Linked DNA regions of Mus musculus: all the other regions are linked to region 2. The links are chromatin contacts, called in public Hi-C, HiChIP or PLAC-seq and promoter capture Hi-C maps. All regions are on one chromosome and are shown on one strand. The core of a region is the stretch at or near the end of the contact, and the rest is flanking DNA. Distances in the headings are between cores, read along the strand shown. Region 1 holds the start of Kbtbd7 (kelch repeat and BTB (POZ) domain containing 7). Region 2 overlaps Dgkh (diacylglycerol kinase, eta). Region 3 holds the start of Sugt1 (SGT1, suppressor of G2 allele of SKP1 (S. cerevisiae)). Region 4 has its middle 19 kb from the start of Rgcc.

What was found. Promoter capture Hi-C pulls out the DNA fragments that hold promoters and counts their contacts. A called contact is a pair of places that touch in the nucleus more often than the background predicts. HiChIP or PLAC-seq counts read pairs in DNA pulled down with a chosen protein or histone mark.
Region 1: a promoter capture Hi-C map of embryonic stem cells shows a contact between it and region 2. The contact joins the promoter of Kbtbd7 here to the enhancer-like site in region 2. A contact is called at or near these places in 6 of 39 promoter capture datasets (HPC-7-derived erythroid cells, cranial neural crest, embryonic stem cells and 3 more) and 3 of 115 datasets of contacts at active chromatin or transcription factors (astrocytes, cardiomyocytes and memory CD8 T cells).
Region 3: an H3K27ac HiChIP or PLAC-seq map of embryonic stem cells shows a contact between it and region 2, with 2.5 times the contacts expected there. The contact joins the promoter of Sugt1 here to the enhancer-like site in region 2. A contact is called at or near these places in 2 of 39 promoter capture datasets (the C10 cell line and cranial neural crest) and 4 of 115 datasets of contacts at active chromatin or transcription factors (embryonic stem cells, large pre-B cells, memory CD8 T cells and 1 more).
Region 4: a contact with region 2 is called in a Hi-C map of the P5424 cell line, with 5 times the contacts expected there. The contact joins two enhancer-like sites. A contact is called at or near these places in 1 of 39 promoter capture datasets (embryonic stem cells), 6 of 15 datasets of contacts at CTCF or cohesin (the NIH/3T3 cell line, embryonic stem cells, large pre-B cells and 2 more), 135 of 484 Hi-C or Micro-C datasets (the 63-12 cell line, the AML12 cell line, B cells and 68 more), 12 of 115 datasets of contacts at active chromatin or transcription factors (the 230-238 cell line, T-cell acute lymphoblastic leukemia, astrocytes and 8 more) and 1 of 9 other capture datasets (embryonic stem cells).

The regions. Positions count from the first base shown.
Region 1 is chr14:79,424,659-79,428,871 of GRCm38.p6, reverse strand. It overlaps Kbtbd7 (kelch repeat and BTB (POZ) domain containing 7), which reads right to left and starts at 2,361. Exons shown (of 1, transcript NM_001024135.2): 1 at 1-2,361. The coding sequence starts at 2,142. The coding sequence ends at 70.
Region 2 is chr14:78,675,214-78,679,302 of GRCm38.p6, reverse strand. The region is part of intron 2 of Dgkh (diacylglycerol kinase, eta); the gene reads left to right. Among named protein-coding and RNA genes, the nearest start is that of Gm30716, 26 kb to the right of the region's middle. Within about 2 kb of position 1,257, at least 116 of the 459 cell types and tissues checked have an H3K27ac peak or open chromatin away from gene starts, as enhancers often do. A contact at or near this core is called in the P5424 cell line, cerebral cortex, embryonic stem cells and 1 more, where this site is marked.
Region 3 is chr14:79,585,253-79,589,083 of GRCm38.p6, reverse strand. It overlaps Sugt1 (SGT1, suppressor of G2 allele of SKP1 (S. cerevisiae)), which reads right to left and starts at 1,424. Exons shown (of 13, transcript NM_026474.6): 1 at 1,218-1,424; 2 at 1,073-1,130. The coding sequence starts at 1,255.
Region 4 is chr14:79,318,360-79,322,515 of GRCm38.p6, reverse strand. No RefSeq gene overlaps it. Among named protein-coding and RNA genes, the nearest start is that of Rgcc, 19 kb to the right of the region's middle. Within about 2 kb of position 1,430, at least 14 of the 459 cell types and tissues checked have an H3K27ac peak or open chromatin away from gene starts, as enhancers often do. A contact at or near this core is called in the P5424 cell line and cerebral cortex, where this site is marked.

The DNA.
Region 1 (4,213 bases), core at 1,112-3,611, 750 kb before region 2:
TATCATTTTAAGATATATTCCATACAGTAGAAACAACATCTTATTGTCTCAAAATATTTACAAAGAACCCTACTGATCTGGTGCATTTCGCTGAGGCGCAACTTGTACCCAGACTTCATCATCAGAAAAAGAACTTGAACTTCCTGACTCAGAGTCCAGTTCACTGAATCCATCTAAGTCCCATTCAGTGCTAGACTCACTCCTTGCATCATCTTCCTCAGTGATGAAACTCTGACCAGGTTCAAGACAGGAAGGATAAACTCGATCACACAGGCAAATAAAGCCAGAGTCAAACTGCAAAAGGCCTAACATGGTGCCTATATTAATCCATTGGTCTTCCCTAGTATCATACTCATATACTGTGACTCGGTTCTTTTTCCACTGTGGGGTGGTAGAGGTGATGAGCAGCAACTTTTGGTCATGATTGACAATCTGGTAGTTGTGGGTTTCTGAGTCCAGTGGGATATTACTAATCCGCCTCCACTCTCCTCTAGCAGGGTTGTAGACCTTCATGACTGGGATGTCACAGATACAATAGATTTCCTCTTTGAAGACACAGGCTTCTTGAAAGTCACTTCGTTTGAGAGATGCACAATTCAGCCACATATTATGGCTAGGATCATAGCAGAGCATGCGCTTACTGTTGACAGCGTAAAGATAATTCTGAACCACTATTAGTTCAAATGAATAAAAGGAATGTGGTACAGGAGCCACCAATGCCCATTGGTTCCTCTGGACACTGTAGCATTCCACTTCCTTCAATTTAACTCCAGTAATCGGGTCTCTCCCACCCAAGATGTAAATGTAGCCATTCAGATAGGCTACATCCATACCCTCTCGACACAGCAAGCGGTCTGCCAGCTGATGCCAACTATTTTGGGCTGGTTTATACACCCATAGGTCTTTCCTGGGCTGGGCAGCAAGATAGATGTCATGGTCTGGAGAGACACAAACAGCTGAAGATGTAATGGTCTTAGTGTGTGCCAAGCTAGTCAAAGGAGACGGCATTGTGTAAATATCTCCGGAATAAGGGTCGTAACAGAGAAATGGATCTCGGGGGTGCCCAAAAAATATTACCATCTCTTTGGCACACATACCCAACCTTTGGGGTGGATTTTCTGCTACCGATACAACTGAGCTACTGCTGCTGCTGCTATTGCTGCTATTATTGCTATCACTGCTGTGGCTGCTATTTGGCTTGGCAACCACTGACTTGTACAACCTATCACCAAATCGCAGCTGCCGGAGAGCCCCTTCAATAATGTCCAGGCAGTATTTCTTCACAATAGGCTTGCTCAGTAGCCCTCCCAGGTAGTCCTGCTCTTCTGCAGGGAAGTGCGCCCAACGAATACACTTAAAGACTTCCGCAGCACTGGGACCCCGCTCTTTCGGAGCAGCCTCCAGCCACTGCACCGCCACATGACACACAGTCTTCTCACTCTCTACATCCAAGCTGTCCAGACGCAGGACGGCCAGCAGCTGGGCCAGGGTCAGATCTGCCAGCGTCTCCTCCCGAATGGACCCCATCCTGCTGAGCTGCTTGAAGTTGTGAGCTATGAAGGACTGGGCCTGAGATCGCAGCTTGTGGTGGTCAAAGGCATCGGCAAACTTGAGGATGGCAGTGCAATTGGTCAGGTCAAGGCGGCGAGCCAGGAAGGAGGCACAGGCTTCGCGCACGTACTCCAGCTGCAGCATATCCGAGGCCGCGTACAGGCGCTGCACGTTGGCCTCGCTGAGCGACACGCGACCAGTGTAGCAGTAGTCCACCAAGACCTCGAAGGACTCGGCATCCACGTCGTGGATCGTCACGCTGGCCTGCTGGCTCTCGTACATGCCCCCCGTGAACATGCTCTTGAAGTAGGGGCAAGCGGCCGCCAGCACGTTGCGGTTGCACGAGAAGAGGCGCCCCGTGCCCGGCCCGCTGCCAGGCGTCACCACCTCGATGGTCACATCGCACAGCAGCCGCGCGTCGTAGAAAGACTTGAGCTGTGCCAGGAGGGCTGCGGAATGGGCCGCGTCCTTTAATTCCTCCGGGCCCGTGAAAAAGGCCGACACCGAGGGCTTGGAAATCCTCTTGGGCCGCCTCCCGCCGCGGGGGCTGGCGAGGCGGCGAGAGCGCGGGGCGTCTTCCCGGGACTGCATGGTGGAGATGGCGGCGGGGCGCCGAGGGCGAGAACGGCTGCAGACGCCCGGCTCCTCCTCACGCCTCCCTCGCCGACGCCGACTCAGCGGCGTCCCAGAACAAACTCGGCTCGCGGCCGCAATTACTCAGCTGGGCCTTCGGGGCGGAGCCGTCTGCCTTTATCGCGTAGTCCCCGGCTGACTCACTGTTTCCCTTCACGCCCTTTCTCAGCCCTTAGCTCACCCTCACACGACCCTGGGGTCTAGCCGCAGGAGCAGCTTCTGCCGAGCGGGCGAGACGGGTAGATGCCCGGACGAACTACTCTTCCCAGGTTGCCTTTCGCGCGCCTCGATGCATGACGGGATCCTCCGGCTCACGGACTATATGAAGAGGCCGAAGCCGCTTTGCATCTTGGGAATTGTAGTTTACATAACCTCTTTATTTTTTTTTTTCTGTTACTGGGTCCTTCACTGAGGTAGAAAGTGGATAGTATCCGGAATTTGATACTTTAGGTTTCAGTCTTGCATAGTGGCATACATATTTATCCCAGCACCAGGGAGGCTGAGGCAGGGGGATCTCTTGAGTTTGAGAACAACTTGGTCTGCATAGAGAGTTCCAGGACAGCTTGAGCTATGTAGAGAGAACCCATCTCACTAAAATAAAATAAAATATAATGGCTTTCAAGTCCAGAGTAAAAGTATCCACTCTATTATTTGTTTGCATGACTTCCTCCTGAAAACTTTATTGAATTTGAAAACTGAGGATAGCAGTATTTTAGTTTTGTGAAGACTGAATGGTATGTGCAATTTACAGAGTTCTTTTGTTGTGGATAGCCCTGGGGCTAATTATATTTGATGTTAATTCCATTCTCCTGTGAGTGGTTGTGAACAAGGGATGAGTTGGCACCCAGGTGATTTCCTGTAAACCTGATTCCACCTTAATTTGAAAAATAAAGGAGAGCTGATGATTGGGCAGATAAAGGGAAGGTGGAGAGAGAGAAGATGAAGAGTAAAAGGAAGAAGAAGAAAAGTGGAGCAGAAGCACATGGCCTGGAGAAACTGAAAGTTCTAAGGGGTCACATAAGACGTGGAAGACCGTAGTGTAGACATACAGCACGTATTTATATTAGCTGAGCTGTGTTTTCATTGCCAGGGCATATTTGGGTTGGAGTTTTACTGCAACATTCTTTATTTTATTAGAAATATTAAAGTTACAGACTATTTTTAAAATGCAAAATCAAGCATTACTGTTTCTTACTTACTCTTATAGAAACACATCTACTAATTTGAAGCCATGAGCCATTAAAAGACTGTAAATTTCTGCAAATAACTTCTTTTTCACTTGCAGCTTAAATGCACACACACAGAGGTTTTCTTTTTTCTTTACTTTCTTTTGTTGTTGTTGTTGTGAGACAGGGCTTCTCTGTTTAGCTCTGGCTGTCCTGGATCCACCTGCCTCTGCCTACTAAGTGCCAGGATTAAAGGCATTGCTGGGATTAAATAAAGGTGGTGGCACATGCCTTTAACCCCAGCACTGAGGAAGAAGAAGCAGGGAGCATTTGATCGAGACCAGCCTGGTCTACAAGAAGAGCCAGGGCTACACAAAGAGAATCCCTGTCTCAAAACAAACAACCCATGCTCAGAAAAACAAAAAAAAAACCAAATTACGTAGATTCATTAGGAAGTATTGGACGACTAATTTGAGGACCTAAGAACATTTATGGAAGCCATTCAAATGTCTAGACTAGGTATAAACAAAGACGTGGTTTTGTTTCCTCATTGTTACAGTTTTAACAGGAAATGTTCTATAAATACTTAGGTATTGGTGAGTTTGGTTGTCAGCTAATGGGCCTTTGAGAAGTGACTAGATCCTAGGGGTTCACTACTGTGCAACTAATGGGTCTTTTCTAAAAGTTTAATTAAGTTGAGTCTTCATTACATTTGTGCTTCTGCTGTGTGAGAGTGTGTGGCACACGTGTGAAGGTTAGAGCATAACTTGATGCAGTCTGTTTTCCTTCCACCATGTGGGTTCTGATGATCAAACTCAGGCCTTGAGGCTTGGGAACAAACAAGTGCTTTTCCTAGCTAAGAC
Region 2 (4,089 bases), core at 8-2,507:
GTTCCCCTCAGGTTCTCACATTTGGTTACTGGGTTTTCACCTGGTGTCATTGGAGGGGAAGGTGGTGGAACCTGAGGAGGTGGGGCTACTCTGGAGGAAGTAGGTCTCTGTGGTGGGCCTTGAGGACTCATAGCCTGGCTCTACTTCCTGTCTCCTTTCTGCTTCCTGACTGTCCGGGCTGTGTGGCCAGTATGTCAAGCTTCCACACCCGCCTTCCTTGCTAGGATGGATGTATTGCTTAATCTGTGAGCTAAAAAAAACCATTTCCCAGCCTATGCTGTTTCTTATCAGGTGTTTGATCACAGCATTAGAAAGTAACTAATATGTATCTTATTGATGAAGTGAACTGCTCGGTCTCTCCGGTCCTGCCAGCTCTTTCTCTTCTCGGTTATAGAGATACAATGTACTGCATAGCCTTCAAGGCTCTGTGGGATTTACACACTGGACAAGCTTGCTGTCTTCCTGGGAGAGGATGTTCCTAATAGGATTTTTAAGGTGGGAGCCTATTGGAGATGGAGTTGAAGGAATTATCTGGGAAAGGAAGAATGCCAAACCTACTGAGGCTCAATGGCTTGAGCCTCTGGTAAGAGGGAGCCGTGTACTGTGGGCTTCCATGTTTGAAGATAACATTTCCTCTTACACTGACTTTTCTCTCAAATGGGTTTAAGCTTGAAAGAACTTGTCGTCAGGATGCATGCCAGTAAAGAAGGAGAAGAAAGCAGGAAGTGGAAAGCATGCTGTTAGACAAGGAAAACAAACAAACAAAACCCTGCTCAGTGGGAAGCTGCCTCTGCTCAGAGCACTGTAGCAACCCTGAAGCCACTCTCTGCTGCTGTCTAGCTCCCAGCACGGAGAAAGCCAGTGCAGGCTGGCTGTGTGAAGCCACGGAGCGCCTCCCCCATCCTCCTCTCTGGAAGCGTTCAGGATCTTCTCTGCTCCTCAGGGATCTGTAACTTCACAGCAGAATTCACAGTGTGGGTTTATTTTCATCCACTGTGTGGGCTTCTCCCCATTCAGGGCTCAGTTCTGGGAAATCATCTTGAGTTATTTCTTCCTTCTGTTTGTTCTCCTTATTCTGTGTGGTATTACCATTGTTTGGACGTTGGCCCTCCTGGATTTGTCATTGCGTGTTCCTTCCCAGTCTCTCCCCAACTCCCCATTTTCTAGCATGTTTCCCTTTTCATTGTGCTTCCTAGGAGAGTTCTTGACTTTATTTTGCAACCTTTCTATTGTATTTTCACTTCCCTTTGGGTAAATATACAAACATTTGTGTGTGTGCACACAGGGCTTCCTGCGATGGTTATCATACTTCAGCATCTATGTGGGCTTGGTTTTAATGCTCCCTAAAGGATGCAAAGGAAAAAAAAAGTGGTCTGCAGAAGATCAAATGTATGTTATAAAATGTGAATGTTATAGAATGTTAACCCAGGCACTCCCTTTTATGAGCTTTTGACCATCTCTTCATTACTCATATCTATCACGGGGTGTTAATGAATGGTATGTGAGTAGTGGCTGTTTAGGGAACAGTGACAAAAGAGTGGCCATTTTAAGTTCAGTTAAAAATGCTTTTTTTCCCCCCCAGAGTATTTTCAACTTGTGGTCAGTTGACTCAATGGATATGGAACCCACAGACACACACCCACACACACACACAGACACTACACACTATACACACACTACACACACAGAGACATACACACAGACACACACACTACAGACACACTACACACACACATTATACACACACAGAGAGACACACACTTCACACACAGACACACATGCTACACACAGAAACACACAGACACATACACACTACACACACAGACACACACACAGACGCATAGAGAAATAAACACAGACACACACACAGACGCATAGAGAAGTAAACACAGACAGACACACTAAACACACCACACACACACACACACACACACACACACACACACTTACTTGTAGAACCACCACCCCTGAAGCTGGACCTACACACACACACACACACACACACACACACACACACTTACTTGTAGAACCACCACCCCTGAAGCTGGACCTCTGAAGCTGTTTGAGGTGCAGGTGTTTCATTCTATAACCTGACTAGGCTTTTCCTTGACAACCCCTGACATCTCCGCCCTTGGCTTTGTCAGGTCCCAAAGGGCTTTCCAATAGCAAATTGCAATCCTGGCTACCGTCATCTTGAAGGTTTGTTATATAGCAAGTCCAGGGTACTGGCTTATTCACACTTACACAGCACTACTCCTCTGCCTCTAGTTACTTCTGAGTCTTTTATTCTAGACTCTCTCCATTCAGCTCTCTCCAGAATAAGCCCCCAGCCTTGTTCTGCTGTGGGAGACAGACATTTGGGGCAAAGCAGAGCTGAAGAAAAGAGGAGTGGGGAGGGCGGGTGCTGGTGAGGGAGGAGGAAGACAGAGGTTCGTTCTTTCTTTATATATATACATATACATATATGTATATATATATATTATTAGATATTTTCTTCATTTACATTTCAAATGCTATCCCAAAACTCCCCTATCCCCTAAATCAGACTTTCACCTAGTTCCTTGCTCCGGCACGAGAGGTACCTGGTGCTGTGAGGTATTGAGTCCTTCGGGGATCGTCTGTTCTAGTGGGCTGGCTTTCAGCTGTCCACACTGCCACTGTGTGGCTGCACTAAGTCAGTCCTCATTCTTGTATCTGCTTCACCACTTGTAAGTGGTTCAACTTTGATCTCTGATTTTGTTGAACCTCATAATCTTCTGCCTTTCCCAGAAACCTCTCTACTGGAACTTTGAAGGAATGAGAGCGTGTCGAGAGCTAAGAAACCTGTGTAAAACCAGTAGTTTTAAATATGGATTTTGGAAAAATTAAAAACATACTATTAGTTTAATATCGTAAACTCATAATCGTGAGTAGTTAAGCTTTGTTTGCTGATGTGTGGTTACAGTGGAGCTGTGTTTTAAGACAGTTTTTAGGGTACTGAGGCCTTTCCAGTCTTCCTTGCCTATATGTTTTAGCATGGCACTCTTCCCTTCCCGATTTACGTGTAGTATTTCATCAGAACCTTGCCTTTGTAAAAGCGATGAAAGCATGAAGCCGTGGTGGGCCGGGATGGCTGTTGTCTCTGCCTGTGGGTTGCCTTTGTCACCTATTCAAGGCTGAGCTCTTCATCTTTTCATTCCCCCACCCCCTTTCAGTTCATAGAATTTATAAGTAACCATAGCTTTGTATGGAACCATTACATAGACTTGTAAGTAACCAGGAGGTCCCTGGCTCTTTCTTAGCCATTTCTAGCTCGACCCCACTGTGTCTCTTTTTCCTTTATGAAGGCTTCTTAGTGACCCCCGTGTAATGTTTCCAGTCTGCTCATACGTTTCTAGCATCTCCATACTTTTATTTGGACCCTCTTATGTCCGGGGTATGGTGTATCGGCCAGGATTCTAGGGCAGCCTAAAGGATGGGCCAGTGGACTTGGTTGATGACCTGAAACAGCGGAGAGTGGCTGAGTGTGGTTTAGTAGTTGATATGTAAGTGCTAAGGCTGAGAGCAGCTTCGCTGTTTGTTAATCAGCCCTAGTTAGCAAGGGTAAAGCTTGATGTTTTGTTTATTAAGCAAGTATTTATTTTTGGGGGAGGTGGGGTCAACTATGTGCCAACCAACTGTTTGTGACTGAATGTAGAAATCACCCAAACATGAAGACCCCTACCTAACTCTGTTGTGTGGGAAAGTAGGCCCAGCCATTAGCTGTGAGCTGTCCATCACAGAGCTTTGGGCCAAAGCAAACCTTTATTTCCTTGTAACTGTTTTCCTTGCTTTCTTTCTGACCCCTTTGATTTTGCCCCTAACCTTTCCGATCTCCCTGTAACTCATCATGGCCTCAGACCTTCGCCTCCATTGGTCCCTGCCCTTCCCTCTTGTGTATTCATGCTGTGTGGTCCCATCCTGTCCTGTCCCCGACGTACATATTGTTCACTGATCAGTTATACTCTTCATATATGCATACTGTCCCCAAGCCAAGACTAGCCTCTTCAGCTCATTAATTTAAACTCTTCACATTCTTGATCTACAGTCCTGTAGAATGTACAGTTAGGG
Region 3 (3,831 bases), core at 175-2,674, 910 kb before region 2:
TGAGACAGGGTTTCTCTGTGTAATTCTGGCCATACTGGAACTCTCATGGTAGACCAGGTGGGCCTCAAACTCAAGAGATCCACCTGCTTCTGCCGCCCAAGCACTGGGATTAAAGGTGTGCGCCAACACCAGCAGGCTCTCTAATACCGCGCTATCAAACCTCATGATCACTCTGTAGACCTAAGAATACAAAGCGGAGCTTGTAACATTAAAACAACAATGTAGCTATCCTAGTCTGCTAGTCTCTACAAAAGTGATTTCTCTAAGGCTCAAAACATAAAAATGTTTCCTTTTTTCCAGCGGGGGAGCTCTGAAGTGTCGGGAAGAATTTCACACATCCCAGGCTAGCCTCAACTCACAAAGTAGCTGAGGATGACCTTGAATTTCTGACCCTAGGGCATTCACCGCCTGAGTACCAGGATTACAGGCCTGTACCACCATACTTGACATGTGCCGATAACTCTCTGGAGTCCAGCCAGCGCTCCTAAGAAACATCCGTACAAAGCTAGTTTGTTCTAGACTTCACCTGAAATGGCCCAAAAGCAAATCATATAATACTAAAATGTAGGCAGGGTTTATTTACTGATACATCCCAAGAACTCGCAGGATCCAAAGTTTAAGGCCAGCCTAGATAAAAAGCGCGGTTTTATAAACAACTGTATAAAGAACAACCACAGTCATCTGTAAAGTGGAAGGCACAGAGGGAAAATGTTCTTTAGTAAATTTAATTAAGGACACTTAACAGTACCTGACATATAAGGGCAAACATAACTGTTAAAGTAAAAAATTGATACATCAAGCCCTATTTTCGCCTTTTCCTTGATCATAAATGCCATTATAAGTGCAACCACAGACAGTAACTATGTTTCCAAGAAATAAATGGGAGGGAGGTGCCCTCATCGGGAGCTTGTGGAGAGGAAGGGCAAGATCTATGGCAAAGGTATTAAGGAGACAAAGAGATTAAGTATCTTAATTTTGGGACTTAGATACATTGTAGCTTTGCTCCCACGAAGGTAATGCCGGGAAGAGGAGGGGTCTGTAGGGACCCAACAGTCCCAGTGAGCTCACTCACCTCTAATGCTGCCTGGGGATCCCCGTCGATCAGAGCATCTGAGAAGCTCTGGAAAAGCCTGCCAAGAAAACAACGACTTCAGCAGGTCTCTCTAATCAAGGAAAGAATAGAAAGACAAACAGCAAAGGTGAAGAAAATCACGCACCGCTGGGACGATGCAGGTCCTGCTGCAGCTGCCGCCATCCCTAGGAGTCAAGAAAGCTTCTGCCTGAGCGTTTCTACCTTGGTTACCAGCTCCGCCGCCGCCCAGGAAGGGAAAACTTCTAAAGAAACCCCAACTGAGCTTCCGTCCTCCGTAGCCAATCAGCGGTCGCGCAGCATGCAGCCGCGGAAAAGGAGGCGAAGGGTGGGCAGGTAGGCGCGGGGCCGGCTGGGAAAGAGGAGGAAACGCTCTCCGGCCCCGCCCCTACCCGTGACGCAGCCAAGCCCCCGCCCCGAGGGCGTGGCCGTGAGTCCCGCGCCCCGCCGTACGCCCGTGGGGGATCCGGCATGGCTTGTAAGCTTTGAAATATTGTCTCGGAGCCCACTGTAAGGTACTGGGGATCCGTCGGGAGGTAGTTCTGGCTTCGCTAAGGAGTGTCACGTTAAGCTCCGTTTACTCCGGTTTTCATCATGGCTACCGCCGGCGGCCAAGTTGTGCGTGACGTCACTCGTGGCAGCCAGGTCTTTTCCGGCAGCAGAGCCCGGGATGGCGCATCAGTTCGCATGACTCTCTCCGTGGAGAACCCGGACGGCCTGGCTCGCCGGAAGTCACGTTACCGGCATGGAGGACGGAGTTTTCCGGAGGGCCTGCCAGATGCCAGAGCTCCACACCCCAAGCTTCCTTCCTAAGTCGGCTTTCCAAACCAAGAAAAGCCTGTTTCACAAGCACCGCGTGGATGAAAGTGACCTATAGCTAATGGTCTTATTGCTGCTTTGTGTTCTAAGTAACCAGTAAGCCCCCCGTCCCCCGCCGTCCTTAGAGCCAAACATCACACTAGGAAGTTTCCTGCGAATTCTTTGAAACTGAGTGGTAAGGGGCAACAGGAGGGAGTGGCAGTTATAGGTTCACCAAACTTGATTTAAAAGCTCTTGATAACGCTCAGTAACTCGTTTTACCAAGTCTGTTTTAGTAGGTGAAATGATTGAAGTGGTCGTTGGCTTCCTCAAACAAGATATATATAAGACCTCAGTCTGGAAACATGACAGTCCACGAAGAAAAAGAAATTACAGTTCAGGCATTTGTGTACATATCCCCACTGTTAAACTCGCCCACTTTTCTGAGTTCTAACTTTAAAAGACCTAAGTTTTGTCTTCCCCACTTTTCTAGCACGTTTTCCATACTGGCCAAACGCCTAGTTGTGCTTGCTAGCTATCGTGGGTATTATAATTTTTTGTTACAACCTCAACCTACCAATCAATCACCCCTTGCAGATGCAAAAAATAACGGTGGGAGGACGTTTGAAAATACAGAGAAACTTGAGCCCATATTCAAGATGGAGAAACGGAGGTTACAAAGATTTAAGTATGTATGGGGTCATCAAGAGATGGAAGTGTGGAATACTACAAAGTTTAAAGTGTAACACATTTGCCACCTGTAGGTATATCCCATCTGTATTGTAAATGGGTTGTTTGAAGGGGGGGGGGGGTCGAGCCGGGGCGGGGAAGGGCTGATAGAAGATAACAGGTCCCAGAAAGGAATCTGAATCCACTTGTGGGAAAGGAGAAGTAGGTGGGAGAGACACTTGAGGCAGACCAGGGCCAGCTGGCCACTAAACTCAAAGAGGTGCAGGTTTCAGGTTTTAGTAAGTACTGAGAAGATCAAATTAGCTCAACTAAACTGAAGCTAAGCAGATCTGTAAGGGAAGGTAGAGAGCATCGTTTTGGATCTTTCCATTCAAGGTTGTTTTCCGTTTCTGTGAACCCTGCAGAAACTAGACTGTAAAAGAACAGATGCATAACGATGAGGAGTGTCTTCTGCATAATGTCTTTAAAGGAAATGTTAGTTTTGTTCCGTTTGCAGTTCTTTGCATGGCTGGGTGTGACTTCCTTCTTGGATGCATTTATTGCAGACACCTTGTGCCAGTTGGCATCTCTTAATATCGTCTGAAACAAGTTTTCACACAGATCAATTTATAATCATTTCTTTTTTAAAAATATTTTTATTACGTATTTTCCTCAGTTACATTTCCAATGCTATCCCAAAAGTCCCCCATACCCTCCCCCCCACTCCCCTACACACCCATTCCCACTTTTTGGCCCTGGCGTTCCCCTGTACTGGGGCATATAAAGTTTGCGTGTCCAATGGGCCTCTCTTTCCAGTGATGGCCAACTAGACCATCTTTTGATACATATGGAGCTAGAGTCAAGAGCTCTGGGGTACTGGTTAGTTCATAATGTTGTTGCACCTACAGGGTTGCAGATCTCTTTAGCTCCTTGGATACTTTCTCTAGCTCCTCCATTGGGGGCCCTGTGATCCATCCAATAGCTGACTGTGAGCATCCACTTATGTGTTTGCTAGGCCCCGGCCTAGTCTCACAAGAGACAGCTATATCAGGGTCCTTTCAGCAAACGCTTGCTAGTGTATGCAATGGTGTCAGCGTTTGGAGGCTAATTATGGGATGGATCCCTGGATATGGCAGTCTCTAGATGGTCCATCCTTTTGTCTCAGCTCCAAACTTTGTCCTGTAACTCCTTCCATGGGTGATTGTTTCCAATTCTAAGAAGGGGCAAAGTGTCCACACTTTGGTCTTCGTTCTTCTTCAGTTTATAATCATTTC
Region 4 (4,156 bases), core at 181-2,680, 640 kb before region 2:
GGTGGCCTTGAGTTGGATCCTTGGAACCCACATAGTTGAAGTAGAGAACTTACCCTTGCAAATTATTCCCTGAGGACCTCATGCATGCTGTGACATACACACACACACACACACACACACACAGAGAGAGAGAGAGAGAGAGAGAGAGAGAGAGAGAGAGCATCAAATGAGTGGGATTTCTGTGAGGTTTATCCAATACAGTGATTTAAGAAAGAGGAATGGAGCTGTAAAAGCTGTATATGTGCTTCATGAAGACAGTACAGAAATACCCCGCACACCAAGAAGGGAACTGGAGCCTGGCTCCTCGGGCAGCCTTCAGCACCTTTGGAAACAGTCTGTACTCATCCATGCCTGGGACATTCTCTGCTGTGGTACTCATAGCCACAAATACGCCAGTCCACTGTGGGCCTAGACCAGTCCATCTGTTTTAAGAAATATACGTGCAGAATATAGCCTGTGAAATATGAGGCAGAGATGCCAGTGGGTGCCAAAGAAATTCAAAATGCTCATCGGACCAGTGCCTGGAAGGAAAGAGGGCACTGTCATGAGGGAGTGTGTGAGGTGCTTCTCTCAAAGCTGACCCTGCCACACAGAGACAGTGCAGGCTAGCCATACATCTTCCATGATCACTCTGCTCAGAGCCCCTTGAAGAGTCAATACCGGTATCTTTTGGGGGTGGTCACAGTTTATTCCCTCAAAAACATCCTATTTTAAAAAAAATGGAGTCAGCATAAGACTTAGTGCATTAGGTTTCTATATAAAAGAAACATATGTGAGACCAGGGATGTGTGTGTGTGTGTGTGTGTGTGGTGCAGCTTAGGTGTGGCACTCTGGTCTCCCATGTGAGCCCTGGGGTCCAGCCCTAGAACTGAAACAAAAGAACAAAACAAACAACAACAACAACAACAAAAAACACAAAAATATTGAAAATCTGGGTTACGGGATCCAACTTTCCTGGGGTGTCTGTGGGGGAGTCCTCGCCCTTAAAAACTATTTATTGTGTACTCCTCTGCTCTCTAAAATAATTATAGGATCCCTCCTACGCTTTTCATTCTAAGCCCGTAGAGTCCATTGCACCTTTTAGTTCCTGGGCCTAGCGGTGTCGAGAGCAGAATCTACCTCTAGGTGGAGACAGGCCCTTGTCTCTTGTCTTAAGGGTTAATTCAGCACTGTGGCAGGCCAGGGACCTGGCTGGCTAGGGGACCATAAGAAGGCCGCTCACCTTAGACAGAGTGCTTTTTCTGTCCAGACTCTCGCTCCCCCACCCCCACCCCCACCCCAAGCCCACAGTGTAGCCCCTACAGCCAGCAAAGTTGCCAGGAGGCTCAGGGATCTGTCCCTGTCTGATGGCCGACATAGAACACAGAGCTATTTGTTTTTCTTTTCTGCAGTAGGACCAGGTCTTAAGTATTCTTTCGAAACTCCTTAACCAAAGCTCTGGGCTTCCTAACACCTTTTCTAAGCATCCCCCTCCTGGAGGGTGGCTCACCTCCGGGCTACTTTATCTCAAATAGCTTGGCTGTTTTTCTTCTGTCCTCCCTTCCACGCAGCCAGGAGATCCGTAGCTTGCCTGCCTTAGGGTTCTCCTTCTAGACTCTAAAAACTGTCCTCCGGCTTCTGTGTGTTCAGGGGGTTGGGGGTGGGGATGGATGTGGATTCTATTTGTGTCCCTAATTCTATTAATGAAACTAAGAAGCCTGAGAGAGCAGAACTTGGTTTCCCAAGTATCATGTGACCATGGGTGGCCAACACCCACCCTTCCAAGACACTGGCCACGCTCTGTCCTACTTTAAATTCTTTAATTAGGAAAGCAACTATGGACAGAAAATAAAAATACATCTCAAAAAAATAATTTAAAAAAACCCAAGGTTCCAGGCCAACCTGGGTTATATAGAGACCCTGTCAATCAAGAGTCAGAGAGAGAGAGAGAGAGAGAGAGCTCGATCATCCTTATTCCCTTATATAGTAGAATCTAAACTCATGTACTAAATTCACCTATTACCTATTTAAAGTGGGGGGGTCACTGGAGAGAGGGCTCAGAGATTAAGAGCATTGACTGCAATTCCAGAGGTTCTAAGTTCAAATCCCAACAATCACATGGTGGCTCACAACCAAAGCAAGCACTCTGCTGACCGGGACATAATTTTTCCTTTAAACTTATTCTTTCATACCAAATTTTCTGTTCTGTTTTTGATTGAGGAGTTTTCATAATTCTCTAGAACCCAAATCTCTATGTAAATTAAAATTAGAAAAATTTATACTTGCAAAGACTACCAGGCTGTAAGCAAGTTAAAATAATTTATGTGTGTTAGATGTTTTCATAAATGGCCAACATAAAAGGAAAATTTTTATTAGGCTTTCGAACTCATAGTCCATGAATCCTATGACATATACTACATATTAATGGATATCATTTGTCTCTCTTTACTTCATATATACATATATATGTACACATACATATATATTATATATTTATATTTATAAATAAATATATTATATATTTATATTTATAAAGATATGTATACTTTATATTTATATATATAATCAATATATAGTGGTTAACTTTAAGTATAGGAAAGTGCACATGAGTGGCAGGTGGTGTCCATTTGTTACATTGTAGTAACCACTTCGCCTCTTGTAACATTGTTACACTTCACAAGCACTTGGTAAATCCTCCTCCTGCCCGGTATACTATATTGTACAGACCCAGGCAGAGCAATCAACATCACCAGTTCTTCGAAGTTCTCAGCCCTTCTTTCTTTTTTTTTTGTTTTGCTAAAAATCCTGTTGATCTTTCCTGGAACACTCTAGTAGCTCCTTCCTGAGAGAGGTTAACCGTGAAGGGGACAAGTTGAGTTGGCCTGTGCTGACAGTTCAGTGTCCTGTCCCCTCGGTCCCCACCACACTCCTTAGGAAGCAGTGTGGGAGAGACCAGGCTCATCACAGCCCTCCTGTGATGGTAGATGAGCTTCTGGCGGTAAATAGCTCTGTTCCTGACTTCTAGTGCCCGAGGCTACACCAGATCCCAGAATTCCCTCTTTTAATGCCTTCAATTAATGTTACATATTACTGAAAATCACCCATAGTGCATTGGGCATCATGTTCTCTGTTGTACATTATTTCACACTGTGACTATATCAGGGTTTACTACTCTAGTCTCTTACATAACGAGGCTCGGGTTTCACATTTCACACCCATTTCAAAGACTACCAGGCTGTAAGCAAGTTAAAATAATTTATGTGTGTTAGATGTTTTCATAAATGGCCAACATAAAAGGAAAATTTTTTTTTTTTTTTGGTTTTCCAGGATGCTTTATGTCAAGGCCACCATGTGGCTTTTGTCACAGTTAATACAGCCGATGTGAGCTCTCCCTGAGAGCCCTGTGTAGGACTATTACTTACATCATGCTTTAACAAACTCATGACAATGAAAGGACCTCTGGACACAGAGCACCTTGCTACATCCCTCTGGTTAAATCTCTCCTTTCTGATATGACCATGTTGGTAGCTGAGTTCCTCCGACCATGTCAGACAGATTGAACTCCGGTGGCTTGTCAGAAATCTCAGTGTGTTCCTCCATGAAGGTGTGGGAAGATGCTTGGGAATATAGAGGCACTGTTGTAATACATTCCAGTGCCCCAATGGGATGGCTGGTCTTGATTGTCAACTTGAGTCAACTAAGAAGCTTGCTTCTGCTCTGCTCTCCTCCATCTTGTCTGACCCTTCTCTTCTCCCCTTCCCCAAAAGGAAAATTTTTATTAGGCTTTCGAACTCATAGTCCATGAATCCTATGACATATACTACATATTAATGGATATCATTTGTCTCTCTTTACTTCATATATACATATATATATGTACACATACATATATATTATATATTGGGTCTTTTCTTTTGTGGTTCTTTCCTGGCACACACTTGGGGTCTTAGTCCATGTGTGCCTCTGTGGAGCCCTCCTGTACTCGGGAGGATCTCTGTGGGTTCAAGACCACCTGATGTACATAGCCCTGTCTCCAAACAAAGCAACAGTAAAAAAAAGTGCCTGTTAGAAGGAAACAGGGTACTTTAAAAACATAATTTCTAACCCTTGCCTCCCTCTGGTCCTCCCCCTTTTTTCCCATCTCCCCCCTCTTTCTTCTTCTCCCTCCCTCCCTCCC